Regions from separate parts of the Sus scrofa genome. Here region 1 is linked to region 2. Evidence: chromatin contacts called from public HiChIP or PLAC-seq data. All regions are on one chromosome and are shown on one strand. The core of a region is the stretch at or near the end of the contact, and the rest is flanking DNA. Distances in the headings are between cores, read along the strand shown. Region 1 holds the start of NDEL1 (nudE nuclear distribution E homolog (A. nidulans)-like 1). Region 2 holds the start of RPL26 (ribosomal protein L26).

What was found. HiChIP or PLAC-seq counts read pairs in DNA pulled down with a chosen protein or histone mark.
Region 1: an H3K27ac HiChIP or PLAC-seq map of alveolar macrophages shows a contact between it and region 2. The contact joins the promoter of NDEL1 here to the promoter of RPL26 in region 2. A contact is called at or near these places in 6 of 47 Hi-C or Micro-C datasets (alveolar macrophages, blood, epiblast stem cells and 3 more) and 2 of 2 datasets of contacts at active chromatin or transcription factors (alveolar macrophages and skeletal muscle).

Annotation. Positions count from the first base shown.
Region 1 is chr12:53,596,710-53,603,646 of Sscrofa11.1, reverse strand. NDEL1 (nudE nuclear distribution E homolog (A. nidulans)-like 1) reads right to left here and starts at 1,814. Exons shown (of 9, transcript NM_001243862.1): 1 at 1,663-1,814.
Region 2 is chr12:53,548,645-53,555,756 of Sscrofa11.1, reverse strand. It overlaps RPL26 (ribosomal protein L26), which reads left to right and starts at 2,304. Exons shown (of 4, transcript NM_001243458.1): 1 at 2,304-2,338; 2 at 3,048-3,220; 3 at 4,723-4,863. The coding sequence starts at 3,053. It also overlaps a transcript of NDEL1 not described here.

The DNA.
Region 1 (6,937 bases), core at 565-3,064, 48 kb before region 2:
AAGTAATTTTAAGCTTTAGTAACCAAATTTACCCCAGCATGACTTAACATGAAAATAAAAATAAGTGTTGGAGAGATCATGAAAGCAACATCTAAGTTTTTACTGAGGTTTCTACTTATTTTAAGCATTCCTCACCCAATTTCAATTTATTTAATTAAAAAAACCTAAACAGGGAATTCCAGAGCAGTAGCGTAGTTAGATTTGGGGCTTTCACCTGTGGCCTGGGGTCAATCCCTGGTCTGGGAACTGAGATCCCACATCAAGCCACTGCACACCACAGCCAAAAACAAAAAATTTACGCCAAAACAGGAAAAAAAAAAAAAGCTTCATAAGATTTAGCAACTTCTATCTGAATCAGGTCAATGTGAAACCAGGGCTGGCCAAAGGGGGGATTTTGTTCCTTATGACATCTGATTTTAAACAACTTAATAAAAATTCAGAGGAAATATTTTAGTTCCCTTTTATTCTCTTCAACACGACTTAATGCTGCATTTTACCCCCCCAACTTCATGACTTAGCAAAGCCATTACCCTCTTTCATAAACAAATTAAAAGCAACACAACTTATCAGACAAAATAATTAGCCAACCGTGGACAAGTTTCAGCGTAGGATTTTTCTTAAAACTGAGCAGCAATCCTCATCCTAGGTGGGTCTGCTGAAAAAAATTTGAATAAATCTTCTACTAGCTTCTGGTATAGTTCTGGCAAGTCAAATTTACTATTTTGCTCTCCAGCTGAGAAGGATGTAAAAATCTCACGGAAAGAAACCACAACTCCAGGCAGGGAGACGCAAATTCTGAACCAAGAGAAGCCTCTCACTGGTTGGTGGAATCCACAGAATAAATCACCAAAACCCCCACCCGACCTGGTCTCAATTTCTCTATGGGTAGAATCACAGACAACCACTAACGAGGTGATGAGGTTCAAAGCCGAGATAACAAGGGTGTTCTCAAACGTGTAAAGGCGCCTAGAGAAACGTAATGAAATTATCCGTGAAGCACCCTCAATTCCCAGGCAAACCTTAAAAGGGTCACTTCGTTGCTTACCAGCTAAAAAACAAAGGCGAGTACAAGCAACCCGAACCCGTTTGGTGACACTTTCCTGAACTCCGAGAGGGGTAATTAGCAGTTCGGAGCTGGCAATCACAGGAATGCCACCGGAGCTCAAGGTGGGCAGCTTCCGCTCTCGCCCCCCGTGGGAGAGAAGCAACGAGAATTCAGAATCCAACCTGGCTCCGAACCACCCTCCAGATGAAGGGATGCGGGATGGGGGCTGGGGAGGGGGAGGGCTGGGCGCGCCGCTGCCACCTCCAGCGGAGCCACCCCTTGCGCGACCAGCTTCCCGGCCCACGGTGCCACGTCCCGGCCTCCGTCCCCGCCATCCCTCACCCCACCCCCGGATGCGGGCACATCCTCCGGAGGCCGCCCGGCTCGCTCCCTTCCAGGCGCCCCAGGTGGGCCACACCTCGGACCAGGGCGGGGAGGGGGCAGTTAGAGCGGTTGAAACAGTTGGCCCCGGACTGGCCGCCCCAGAACCCGGGCCCGGCCCAGCCCGGCGGGGGCTCGGACACAGCCCCCGGGGCTGGCAGGCTCCGCGGGGACAGGCCTCGGCGCCGTCGGCCGGGTCCGGCGCCCTCGGGAGCGGCCCCGCACGGCAGGCTCACCTCCAATGTGTCAAAAGCGCATGTTCGCCACCGCTCGACCGACGTCTCCGCTCCGCTGGCCTGGCCAGGCCCGCCCAGCCGCTCGGCTCCGCTCCCCGCCGCAGTCCTGAGCTCCACTCCGCGCACCTCCGCGCCCGGCTCCTCCCCGACACGTCAGAGGCTGCCTGGGTGTCCGAGGCCATTCTGTGACGCACGGGGGCGGGGCCCGAGCATGCGCACGAGCGCGCGGGCGGCTAGGGCGGGGCTGTGGCAGGGATGGCGTCACACGGGGCCGGGCCGGGCCGGCGCGCTGACGTCAGGCTGGCGGAGGCCTTCTGCGCAGGCGCCCCGGGCCCGCGCGGCGTGCCGTTTACGACTTTCGCGGGTCCCCGGAAAGACTCTGCGTTCCGGAAAGTGGCACTACCGTAGATGAGAACCCGCCTCCCAGTTTTCATCCACCAAACCCTACAAGTGTCTGTTTCGGGGTTCCCGTTTGAAAGAAGAATCTCGGCTCAGATCTCACATCCGAGTCCACCCCGACCACCCAATACCGTACCAGGTGTATTCTAGCACCGTCACACTCTCACACGGAGCTATGTCGGTTTAAGGGCACGTCCACTAGCTGAAATTTTATGCTACTTCTTGTCTTCCTCCAGTAAGATGTAAGTTCCATGAGAACCGGAACCTCATTCCTTGCTTATCCCAGCAGATAGCTTGGTCCCAGGGTGGGTGCTCAGATATTTGTTGAATGAGTGAATGGATTCATTGAGGGCACCAAGGGAATATAAATATATCCATGTATATGTACATATGTGCGTACGTGTTTTCATCCCTTCAGGGCCCCCAACTAATGGAATCCATATATATGTACATCCCCTAGGAGACTTGGAGAAGAAGACTTGGGGGTGTGGAGGGAGAAGGTGGGGAGAGACTGGCTCAGAAAGGAGAGAAATGAAGGGCAGCTGATTAGTGTGTGGAAACTTGGAGAAAGAGAAGTGTTTTAAAAGCAATTTTAGGAACTTTGGACGTTTCACGTACCCTGTAATTCTCTTATGTCAGTGCTCTTGGGACTGGATTTGTGGGGCTTTTGGACACAATGATGTGTTGGTACGAGCCTCAAGGCATGGACATAAAGGGGAACAGCACAAAATGGATTCTAAGAGATGTCCAGTGAAAATCTGAAAAGTGATTTGGGGTGTTAGAAAGTATGGAACTTTGAGTTAGACTCTGAAGGAGAGCAGGTTGAACAGTTTACTTTTGCTGTGCCCTTTGTATGTACTGGCAGGTGTGCCAAAGGCTTTGTCTGCATAATTCAATTCTCACAATAACCCCATGAGATAGGTACTGTTATTATTCCCATTTTACCAATGAGGAAACCGAGACTAAGCGAGATGAAGTTGCCCAATGTCACTCAACTAGAAAAAGGAGTTTTCGGAGTTCCCTTCGTGGCTCAGTGGTTGACGAATCCGACTAGGAACCATGAGGTTGCGGGTTCAATCCCCAGCCTTGCTCAGTGAGTTAAGGATCTGGCGTTGCCGTGAGCTGTGGTGTAGGTCACAGACACAGCTCAGATCCCGCGTCTCTGTGGCTCTGGCGTAGGCCAGTGGCTACAGCTCCAATTCGACCCCTAGCCTGGGAATCTCCATATGCCGTGGGAGCAGCCCTCAAAAGGCAAAAAGACAAAAAAGAAAAGAAAAAGGAGTTCTCACAGTTCAAACGCACCTAGTCTGGACTGTCTAACTCCAGAAACCATACTACTAACCACTCCTGTACTGCCATTCAAGGAGGACTATTAATAAGGACCATTAATTGGGCCAGAGCAGTGCGCTAAGAGTTGTACATACACTTCCTCTCTCAGTCCTCACAGGCAGCTTGTGAGGCTGGAATTATTATCTCCATTTTATGTTTTGGAAAACTGAGGCCTAGGGGAGCTGGGGTTTAAACCCAAGCAGGTCTTGGAGTTCCCACTATGGCACAGTGGGTTAAGAACCCAAATGCAGCAGCGTGGGTCACTGTGGAGGGGCGGGTTCCATCCCTGGCCCAGCACAGTGGGTTAAGGATCTAGCACTGCCACAGCTGCAGCTCAGATTCAGTCCCTGGCCCGGGAACGTCCATAGGCTGCAGGTGCAGCCATTAAAAACAAAAAAAACAACAAAAAACCCAAGCAGGTCTTAGTCCAAGCCCAGTGACCTGAGAGCTCGTGGAAGCTGTTTCAGGCTCTGGGGCTCTGCTTTCCTGGCTGAAGCTGTGCTCTGGTGGATGAGATCACAGGCCGAGAGGTGATTAAGCAGGGCGGCCTTCCTGTGGACCTCGTGCCAAGATAGAACAGTCCCACCCCAAGAGGAAAAAATAAAAGCTGCAACTCTGATCCCTGTCTCCTGGCTGAAGTCCTGGGAAGCACACTGAGTCACCTAATGGCAGGCCACGCCCTCCAGAAAGTGTTGGCGTCATCTTCCAGGCCACCACCCCTCCCACACAGCCTGGACCCAGAACTTGCGTTTATCAGGCCTGGTGTGTTGGCCTCATCTTAATGAATGGGCTTTGCTTGGCAGGGTTCTCAGAAGTATCCAAGCCCCATACTGATCTCCTTTCTCTGTGTCTGTTGAGTTTTCTCCCAAGTAATAGCGACCTGTTCCCACTCCCCACTTGCAGTGTGTCCCTCCCGGGAAAATCAAGCGAAAATGAAGACAGAGGGCAGCCTCCAAGGGGAAAAGAGGTTAAAAAGTCAGCTTTGTGAAGGGTTGAGGATCTGGCATTGTCACTGTTGTGGCTCCAGTCACTGCTGGGGCACAGGTTCGATCTCTGTGGTTCCAGCCACAGGTGTAGCTCCCTCCCCAAAAGAGAAATCAGCTTTGTGAAGGTAGAAAGGTGAGTGAGGATTGCCCGACCCTGTCTATATAAACCACTCGGAAGGGGTTTGCTGAGCCATGGGTCCCCTTCCAAGGTCTTTCGTGGATCGAGCCACGGTGGTCAGGGTCGAAGTCTCTTGAGAGCATCACATCGTCCCTTCAGCAAACTCTGAGACTCAGGAAAGGAAGGCCAGGTTCCACCGCTGGGGGAGGGGGCTGAGCAGCTTCCTTGGGAGAGGTCCAAACACTGACACAGACGCTAGCTAATGAGAACGTGGACCCTGGCCACATCACTCATCAAAAGGGACACAGTGCCCACGGGTCTGCCGTGAAAACTCTTAAGGAGATGGGGCGTGTGTACCGTTGACTCAGAGGAGCGGACAACTCAAAGGCTGGATTCAATCTCATCGCTACATTTTGGGGGCCAAAATTTTCTAAGCCTCAGAGGCATAGATCAGGCAGGGCTGGCTGGTTGCTAACAGCTGCTGTCCGCCGTCACCAGCTCCAAGGCTTCATGTCTAAACCGCAAGCAGATTTTCCATTTCCACCAGCTGAAACTTCCAAAAAGGGTTTCATCTTTCTGCCGGTGTCATCACTCCCCCTGTCACTAAGGCACAAATGCCTCGTCACATCACCCTTAAGTGTCCCCTTCCTCAGCTTTCATGTCACTCATGTGGTCACCAAACCTGAAAGACTTGCTCTTCATAAACCCTCAAAATAATATACTTCCAGGAGTCTGCCCCTGAATCTGCCCCATCCAAAGTCTCCCTTTCCGGACCTCTCTGCCTCGAGTTTCTTGCTCCAGCCCTGCAGTCCACACAGCCATCAGAATAATCTTCTAAAATCCCACAGCGCACAGAGCACCACCAGATCCAAAACTTGTTATGGCACCTTGTCACCTTGCAATAAAGTACAAAGTCTGGCATCCAAGGCCCCCAGAGCAACTCCAACCTACTTCCCCAGTGCCCTTCCTGCATTTTACCCAGCGCTCTAAGCAGACCCTCCCCCGCGTCCCTCAGTTTGACAGCCCCCTCCCTCCCTGGGCTTTTTTTTTTTTTTTTTTTTTTTTGTCTTTTTGTCATTTTCTAGGGACGCTCCTGTGGCACATGGAGGTTCCCAGGCTAGGGGTCGAATTGGAACTGCAGCAAATCCAAGCAGCGTCTGCAGCTCAACAGCTCATGTCAACGCCAGATCCTTAACTCACTGAGCAAGGCCAGGGATCAAACCCGCAACTTCATGGTTCCCAGTCGGATTCGTTAACCACTGAGCCACAACACGAACACCCCTGTCTCTGCCTTTTGAAGTCGCATTCATTGCAGCCTCCTCCAGGAAGCCTTCCCTGGTCCCTAAAGTCCCAAAGGAAGTGCGCCTAAGTTCACAGGAGACTTGCTGAACACGGCTTTTCAGTCGCGGAGGTGCCCGACCTCCCCCAAGGAACCAGAGCTCAGCGAGTGCGGAACAGTGGCGACTGTGCGAACATCCCCCAGCACCAGGCACTGAGCAGACACTCGTTTACTGTGCCCCCATCAAAGAGGATGAAGGAGGGGTTTGGAGGCGATGACTGCAAATCAAGACTGTCGGCACTTCCTTTAAACGCCCCGCATTCTGAGAAAATTACACCATAGAAGATTCTCACTGGCATGAAAGGCGGAACTTAGCTGATGCCAGGTTACACCAGGAACTGGGATTTGGGTGGTGGGTAATTACGACTTTTCTCTAGCTGAAATCTTAAACTCACTCTTCTGTAGCACCTACAATCCCCAAAGCAACATCTTTTGGTTTTATAATTAAAAATTACTACTAATTGGGCTTTGTGGTTTTTTGTTTTTTTGTTTTTTGGGGTTTTTTTTGCCATACTCCTGGCATGCAGAAGTTCCCAGGCCAGGGATCAAATGCGCACAACAGCAGTAACCAGAGCCACGGCAGTGACAACACTGGATCCTTAATCCTCTGAGCACCAGGGAACTCCGAAAGGTTTGTTTTTTTTGTTTTGGGGGGGGGGTTGTCCTTGTCTTTTTAGGGCTGCACCCGGGGCATATGGCAGTTTCCAGGCTAGGGGTCAAATCAGAGCTACAGCTGCCAGCCACAGCCACAGCCACAGCAATGTAGGATCCAAGCCGGGTCTGCCACCTACACCACAGCTCATGGCAATGCCGGATCCTTAACCCACTGAGCAAGGCCAGGGATCAAACCCACATCCTCGTGGATACTAGTTGGGTTCATTAACCACTGAGCCAGGATGGGAACTCCCAGGTTTGATTTGTTTTTTAATTTAAAAGATTACATGTTTGGACCTTGAGGTGAGAGGTGGTTTGATAAAATCTTTTGCCAGCTATGGGTTTAGTGCTTCATGCTAGGCCTCAGGGCTTCAACCATATAACTATATAAAGCCCATTCCGGAGTTCCCATCATGATGCATCAGAAACAAATCCCACTCGGAACCATGA
Region 2 (7,112 bases), core at 1,055-3,554:
ATCTCACCCTGTAGAAGGCAGTCAGGCTTCCAAAGGGCAGGCTGAGGGTGTGGGAGGGAGGGAGGGAAGGTGGCCTGAGAGGGTGGTGACAGTGCAGAAAGCCGGGAGGCTGAGACACAGGGAGGAGAGGAAGATGACTGGGGAGCCGACGAAGGAACTAGCAAAGACGTGAAGAAGCAAGAGGATGGAGAGCAGACAGGAAGGCAGGAGTCCGCGCCAACTCCCCGGCTTCCCGTGTCCGAAACACACTCAGCTCAACGCCGGCGCCCCCCAGGCATCTCTCTGAATGCCTCTCAGGCCAGCCACCCAGACCTGGCTCCCAGAGCTCCAGACCACGGGTCAGGGGCCTTCCACCTCCAGCCCTCCCTCAAGCTCTCCCGCTGCTGCGTGGAGCTGATTTGAACACTCCTCCAACCTCAGTCAAGGGTGACCTCAGCCCAGGCCTTCCCTGACCCCAGGCTTCTCCTCTTCCCACAGCACAGAAGTGCCAAGTGCTGCCGGCCCAGGGAGCGCTTTTCTGGGGTCTTGGGGTCATTGATCTCCTTTTATTTCTCTTCTTAGACAATGAGTTTCCTGCAGGGACGAACTTGGACTAATTCCACTTTGTAGCTCCAGTGTGCAACTCTGAGCTGGCCCATGAAAGTGCTCCATAAACATTTGTTGAAATCAATTGCAGCACGAGAATTCTGCTTTTTTTTTTTTTTTTCTTTTTATCTTTTTAGGGCTGCACCTGCAGCACATGGAAGTTCCCAGGCTAGGGACTGAACCCCAGCTACAGCTGCCGGCCTGCTCTGCAGCCACAGCAACGCAGGATGTGAAGTGCATCTGCGACCTACACCCTACACCCTACACCAGAGCTCACGGCAACGCTGGATGCCTGTCCCACTGAACAAGGCCAGGGATCAAACCTGCATCCTCATGAATACTAGTCAGATTTATTTCCGCTGCACCACAACTGGCAACCCCTGGATTCCTGAATTACAAATAAAACCCCGGGGAACTTCTTCACAGCATGTGTAAGAACACAACTCTTTTTAAATCATGAAAACATTTGTTCTTGACTGAATCCACTCTTTGACTTGACCCAATGGGGTATTACAAATGGGACTGTACATAGAATTACGAGAAGGGGCTGGGAAGCCAGCCTGCATGGCTTGGTTAGAGGCAAGATTTATATATAACCTTGTTGTTCATGACAGGATTTATATGGGTTCCTATAACCTCGCACAAGCTCCTCTCACTTCTCTGTGGTCCAGTGTCCCATCTGTAAAATGGGACAATACCAGGACCCGAGGCTGTCTGGTGGAATAAAGGAGCGAAAATTGCAGGGAGTGGAAGAGTGTCCCCAACACTCGGAAAGCTCACTGCTCGTTGTACCACGCAACGCGTGTCTTCCCCCAGCATGACAGCCGCCTTACTCACTCAGCAGAAACCGATCCCTCAGCAGGGGCGCGGCCGGCGCTCACCCCGCAGTGCAGTCCTTTTGCAAGGGGAGCGCGCCCCCTTGCCTTGCTTCCATCAGATCCTGAACCGAATGAGAGCAGGCAGTGCAATTCGGAAAAGGGCACAGCTCTCGGCGGGAAAGGCTTCCCCACGCCGCGCTCCTTCAAAGCGCGATCTTGGACCAGCACCCTCGGTGTCCCCTGGGAGCTCGTTAAAAACGCGGACCTACTTGGGCGGGGTGGGAGGAGGACCCGGGCCCCAGTCCTTGGAAGGCCTCTTGCCGGCGGGAGCCGAACCTCGGGCGGACCCCACGGAGCAGTCGGCACACGCCGCGGCCTGGGGGCGGCAGCGGCCGTGGGGCTGGAGCTGGCTACCGGACAGACACACCAAACAGACCCACGCCCGTGGCTTGGGCGGGATTGTCCAGGTAATCGAGGTGCCCGGCCTGCCGGAATCCCAGCGCCACCTTGCTTTCAAATATAGGACCTGCTCTTTCCCGGCTAATGGGATACCAGTCGCCGGGCGCTAGGGAGTGAAGGGGCAGGGGTCCCTGGAGCCGCTCGTTCCCTCAACACCCGCAGCAAGAGTCAGAGCCTGAGCAGCCCCCGCCACTCGCCCAGGTACCACTGTTCCCAGAGAACTCACCTGTGGAACCCACAGCTCCCAAGGGAGGAACCAGGACCTGGAGAAGTGTTTTGCAGTCCCTCACAGTTCCCCTCCGAGACACAAGAGGTCGGTAGTCATCAGTTTCGTTCCCAGTTTCCTCTCCGCCGTCAACGCCGTGCCTCTCTCGCTCCAAGAAACATCTGTCTCGCGAGATCTCTCGGAAACTTACACAACCGGAAGACGACTGTGGTTCTCTTCCCTTTTGCGGCCATCGCTGAAGCGCCAGCGGGTGAGAATTTCCCCGGACAGTGCATATAATCTGCAGCCATCCGTTCACGAGCACGGTGGCTCTCGATCCCGGGGACCTAGATCATGTTCTGGAGGTCGAGTAGCAGCCAGAGAGGGGGGCCAGGATGGTCTCGGCCTGTTTTTCCCCTATCCAAAGGGCCTCCGGGCTGGGGGAGGAGGAGAGAGACTTTGGGACTTGGAAACCAGCGCTAAAGGGGAGGGAGCCTGTTGCGATGGAATCTAGCCTGTGCAGTGTGGTTTCCGAAGTAATGATCTCCATATAGTTTCTTGGTAAATGTGCAGAACTTTCAGATCGCGTTCGCCCGTCAGACGCCTTTTTGGACTCGAGTTCTGTGCGTTTTCCAGGTTCGGGATGAGGAGCCTGGTTTCATTCATTGTGGAGGGGTTCAAATGTGCTCACACTCCGTAGGCTAACGTTGATTGGTCTTTCTAAAACGTGATTCTATTTAAATTGAGTTGTCAATCTGCTTTGCCCTAATTCAGTAGATGTAAGTCCTATCTTAGCTTCCTTACACAAGAAGTTTAAAACAAGTGTTGATAGTGGAAAGTTCTGTTTTGGTGGAGTTAAAGGATTTATGACAATTTCTGTGAGCGTTGTAAACGTTCGAGATGAAACTGTTGCAGTTACTTGTTTATAAACTGAGTGAGGTTTTGGCCGTGTAAGGGTTTACATTTAATTTTTTATTTAGCCAAAATGAAGTTCAATCCTTTTGTGACCTCCGACCGAAGCAAGAACCGTAAAAGGCATTTCAATGCACCTTCCCACATTCGCAGGAAGATTATGTCTTCCCCTCTTTCCAAAGAGCTGAGACAGAAGTACAATGTTCGATCCATGCCCATCCGAAAGGACGATGAAGTTCAGGTATGTGCTGTGTTCTTATCATCATAGCGGATGTCCCACACATTTGGCATAGACGGTGGACTGCGTTCTGCAAGGGACACATCTGAGACACTGGCTCCCAGAACACGGAGTAGAAAGATGTTGAGCCAGGGACTAAAGTATAAAAAGTGTGCTGCTTTCTTCACCTTTACTTTGGTGAAAATCAGTTGCCCCAAGTATCAGATGCAGTCATAGTTAAACAAAAGAAAGATGGCTTGGAACCATAACATTAGATTGGGGAGTATTTTTTTCTGGGTATGTTTGGTTGTTGAGGAGGCATTTGAGGACTAGTAAACAATTGTGTGTCTGAGTCAAAATCCAGACAGCAGGGTTAACGAATCTGACTAGCATCCATGAGGATGGGGGCTTGATCCCTGGCCTCACTCAGTGGGTTGCCGGCGTTGCTGTAAGCTGTGGTGTAGGCCAGCAGCTGTAGCTCGGATTGGACCCCTAGCCTGGGAACTTCCATATGCCAAAGGTGCAGCCCTAAAAAGACCCAAAAAATCCAAACTATAGAAGTCCTAACTGAATCATGTTTCATATGATTGTTTGCAAACACTAGTAAATAATTTGTCAAATCTATTTAAGTGAAATTTTCTATAAATGTTTCCTACCTGATTAAAAGATTCAAGCAGTCTCTAAAGCAACTTCATGTTAGCAACATTATTAAAGTTCCCAAATAGTGGTAGGGGTTGAGAACAGCCATTTGTCCCTTCTGTGCTGGTGCTAAAACTGCCAGGAGATTTGGGAGGCAGTCTTCTCTGCTTTCAAGATATTTTTACATGAGAAAGTCTGACCAGAAGGAAACATCTGTTCAGAAGCTGTTTAGTAAGCTGCCAATCACTGGGACTCCTGGGTAGAGAATGAAGTTAGTTAACCTTTGGGAAAGAACTGGTATGCTCCCTTAAATATTAGCTGCTGCCCACTCTCTGGCAGTGAATTGGACACTTTAATGGGTTGTGAATTAAATATTTTTGGCCTCTGGCCTGTTCCTTTTGAGATGGGGTGACAGTTTCCTTGTCAACTTGGTCAAAAAATCAAGGTGAGCTTGTTGGCTTCCTTTTTTGGCTGCCCCACAGCATATGGAGTTCCCGGGCCAGGCATCAAATCTGAGCCGCAGTTGCTACTTACACTGCACAGCAACCCTGCATCCTTAACCCACCGCACCAGGAACCTGTGTCCCTGCGTTCCAGAGATGCCACCAATCCCTTTGGACCACAGCAGGAACTGCCGATGGGTCGTCTTTTGTAGGGATGCTCCGGCCATCACTGGAGATTTATATGGAGTATAGTTTATTTGCAGGTTAGTTAAAGCCAAAGAGAGAATTACTGGCACGCTTCCATTAATGATTGGGTCTTTGAAAACTGGAAGGGCATATATATAGCCGCATAGAGGAAGTGATGTTTACCTGGTTCATAGTGTTCCCGACAGGTTTAATGTTCTCTTATCCACCTATATCTGCTATTTTTGAATTCTGCATTTAGGTTGTACGAGGGCACTACAAGGGGCAGCAGATTGGCAAAGTAGTCCAGGTTTACAGGAAGAAATACGTCATCTACATTGAACGAGTGCAGCGGGAGAAGGCTAATGGCACAACTGTCCATGTGGGCATTCACCCCAGCAAGGTGGGTGTTCTTGAGGTTTTTGCGGATGCTTGACGGGAGGAGGCAAGCACAGCAGTTATTGGCAAATTGCTTGTTTGCAGAGCAATCCCATCTGAAGAGATTTTAGGTGTGCTGCAAAGCAGTCATAAAGCCAATACTGTATTTGAATTGAGTGTTCTAAATTTTTATGAAGTCAGGCTGTCTTTAACATTCTGTATGTATATTTATGTACTTTTTCCTTAAAAGCTATTAGTAAACTGATTCATCAATCTAACAATGGATAGGTCTTAAAATCTAGGAAATACAGTAATTTTTAGATGACATAGAGCTGGTACCCTGTGTATTAAACAGAATTGAGTAAAAGGTAAGGCAAGCTTTACAGCCCTGGCGAGTAAGTAAGAAGCCATTTGCAGATGGGGAAAGTCTAGGGCTTAGAGGCTAGAGCCTACTGCTAGTGATATCAGTCAAGTGAAAATAGAAGGTATGGCCTCATCCTCATGTCTTGGTCCTTAATGTGAATTCTCCAATATTGCTTTCTCTAATTTCTCTCAATTCAAAGACAATTATGTTTGAGATAAAGGTAATAAATGCACTTGTGCCTGTTCAAATACTGAGGTGTTTGTCTCTTCAGATCTTATGTTGGCACCATGAATCTAAGCTTCAAACTACAGAAAAGTCAAAACACTCGCTAGTACAGAAAAACAGCTGCTGCCTATCTAGCGCCTAGAATTCAGCAAACATTCCTTCCCCCTCTTCCCTACCCTCGGTGTATCACAAGCATCCCAAAACTTCACCTCTGTCTACTACAATATGTATCTCCTGAGAGTGAGAACTTACCCATTCTTTGCTCGAATCATATTTTTTGCCCCCACCACTAGATGAGCTGTTGCCAAGGTCACCAACAGTGACAGTCAGTGACTGACTCCTAGAGTTTTTAGAACTTAAGGCAGCGTTTGACACAGTTGGCAGCTGGTCCTCCTCTTGGCTCAGTGAGTCATCTTCATCTCCATTATTCCAAAGAGACTTCAATATCCCGTTGACTATTTTGCGTTTCAACTTGGCTAGCTAATGGATACCTCAAACCTAACAAGTTTAAACTGGTTTTGTCCTTGAACCCTCAACATTTGCTACTGCATCACCCTCTGGCAGTGCTATCCTCCTGATGGCTCAGGCCACAGTGTCATATTGATTATTATATACCCCGTGTGGGGTGATAAGAACCATCAGTGTGGAGTTCCCATCGTGGCTCAGTGGTTAACAAATCTGACTGGGAACCATGAGGTTGTGGGTTCGATACCTGGCCTTGCTCAGTGGGTTAAGGATCCGGTGTTGCCTTGAGCTGTGGTGTAGGTCACAGACATGGCTTGGATCCCAAGTGGCTGTGGCGAAGGCCAGTGGCTACAGCTCCGATTGGACCCCTGGCCTGGGAACCTCTGTATGCCACGGGTGGGGCCCTAAAAAGACAAAAAAAAAAAAAACCATCAGTGGCCTGCAAGACAACCTGATCTCCAGTCACCAGCTATTTCTTGCCGTCGTCCTATCCCACTCTCCACGTTCTAGCCTGATGGCATCTGCTGCTCCTACAGCCATGACAACTTGCTAGAATTGAAAATTCAGTTCCCAGGTCTACTGAAGCAGAATTTGGGGGCGGGGACCCAAGGGTCTATTTTTTAAATGTCACTAGACACCCAAACTTACACAAGTTCTCCTGTCTCTGGACCTTTATGCTTGCTGTTCTCTGGAGCACTCTTAGCCCTTCTCATCAGGTCTCTGTTCAAATGTAGCCCTGTCACTGGGGCCATACCTGACCACGATACAATGCGTGGAGCCCCTGTGCTCCAGCATTCCATTTACCGGCTAGAAGCTCCGTGGCGGCAGAGGTCGTCTTCTGGGTGCCCTGCTCTATTTCCAGACCTCATTCAGTGCTCTCTTCCCACTTGCCACACCTTCCTTCATAAGACCAAAATTTAGCATAGTCTAGGTGTCCTAGTGACTAGATCTGTTGCAATAAGACCTGTTAAATGACTTCACTAAAGCTTTCTGCACTGAAGTATATGTGGAGGCTACATTTAATTTCCAATCTACAGTTCTAAAGTTACTATAGAAACAAAAATGTGTACAACTTGGTTAGCTTATAAACCCGAGATTAGAGTAGAAAAGATGGTAAATTTTACAGTAGAAAAGCTGATTTTGCAATGAAGCACAGAAGAGGATGGGCCCTGATGCTGCACTGCCTTCTTTGTTGGCTGAGCATTAGGGAACACAAGCCA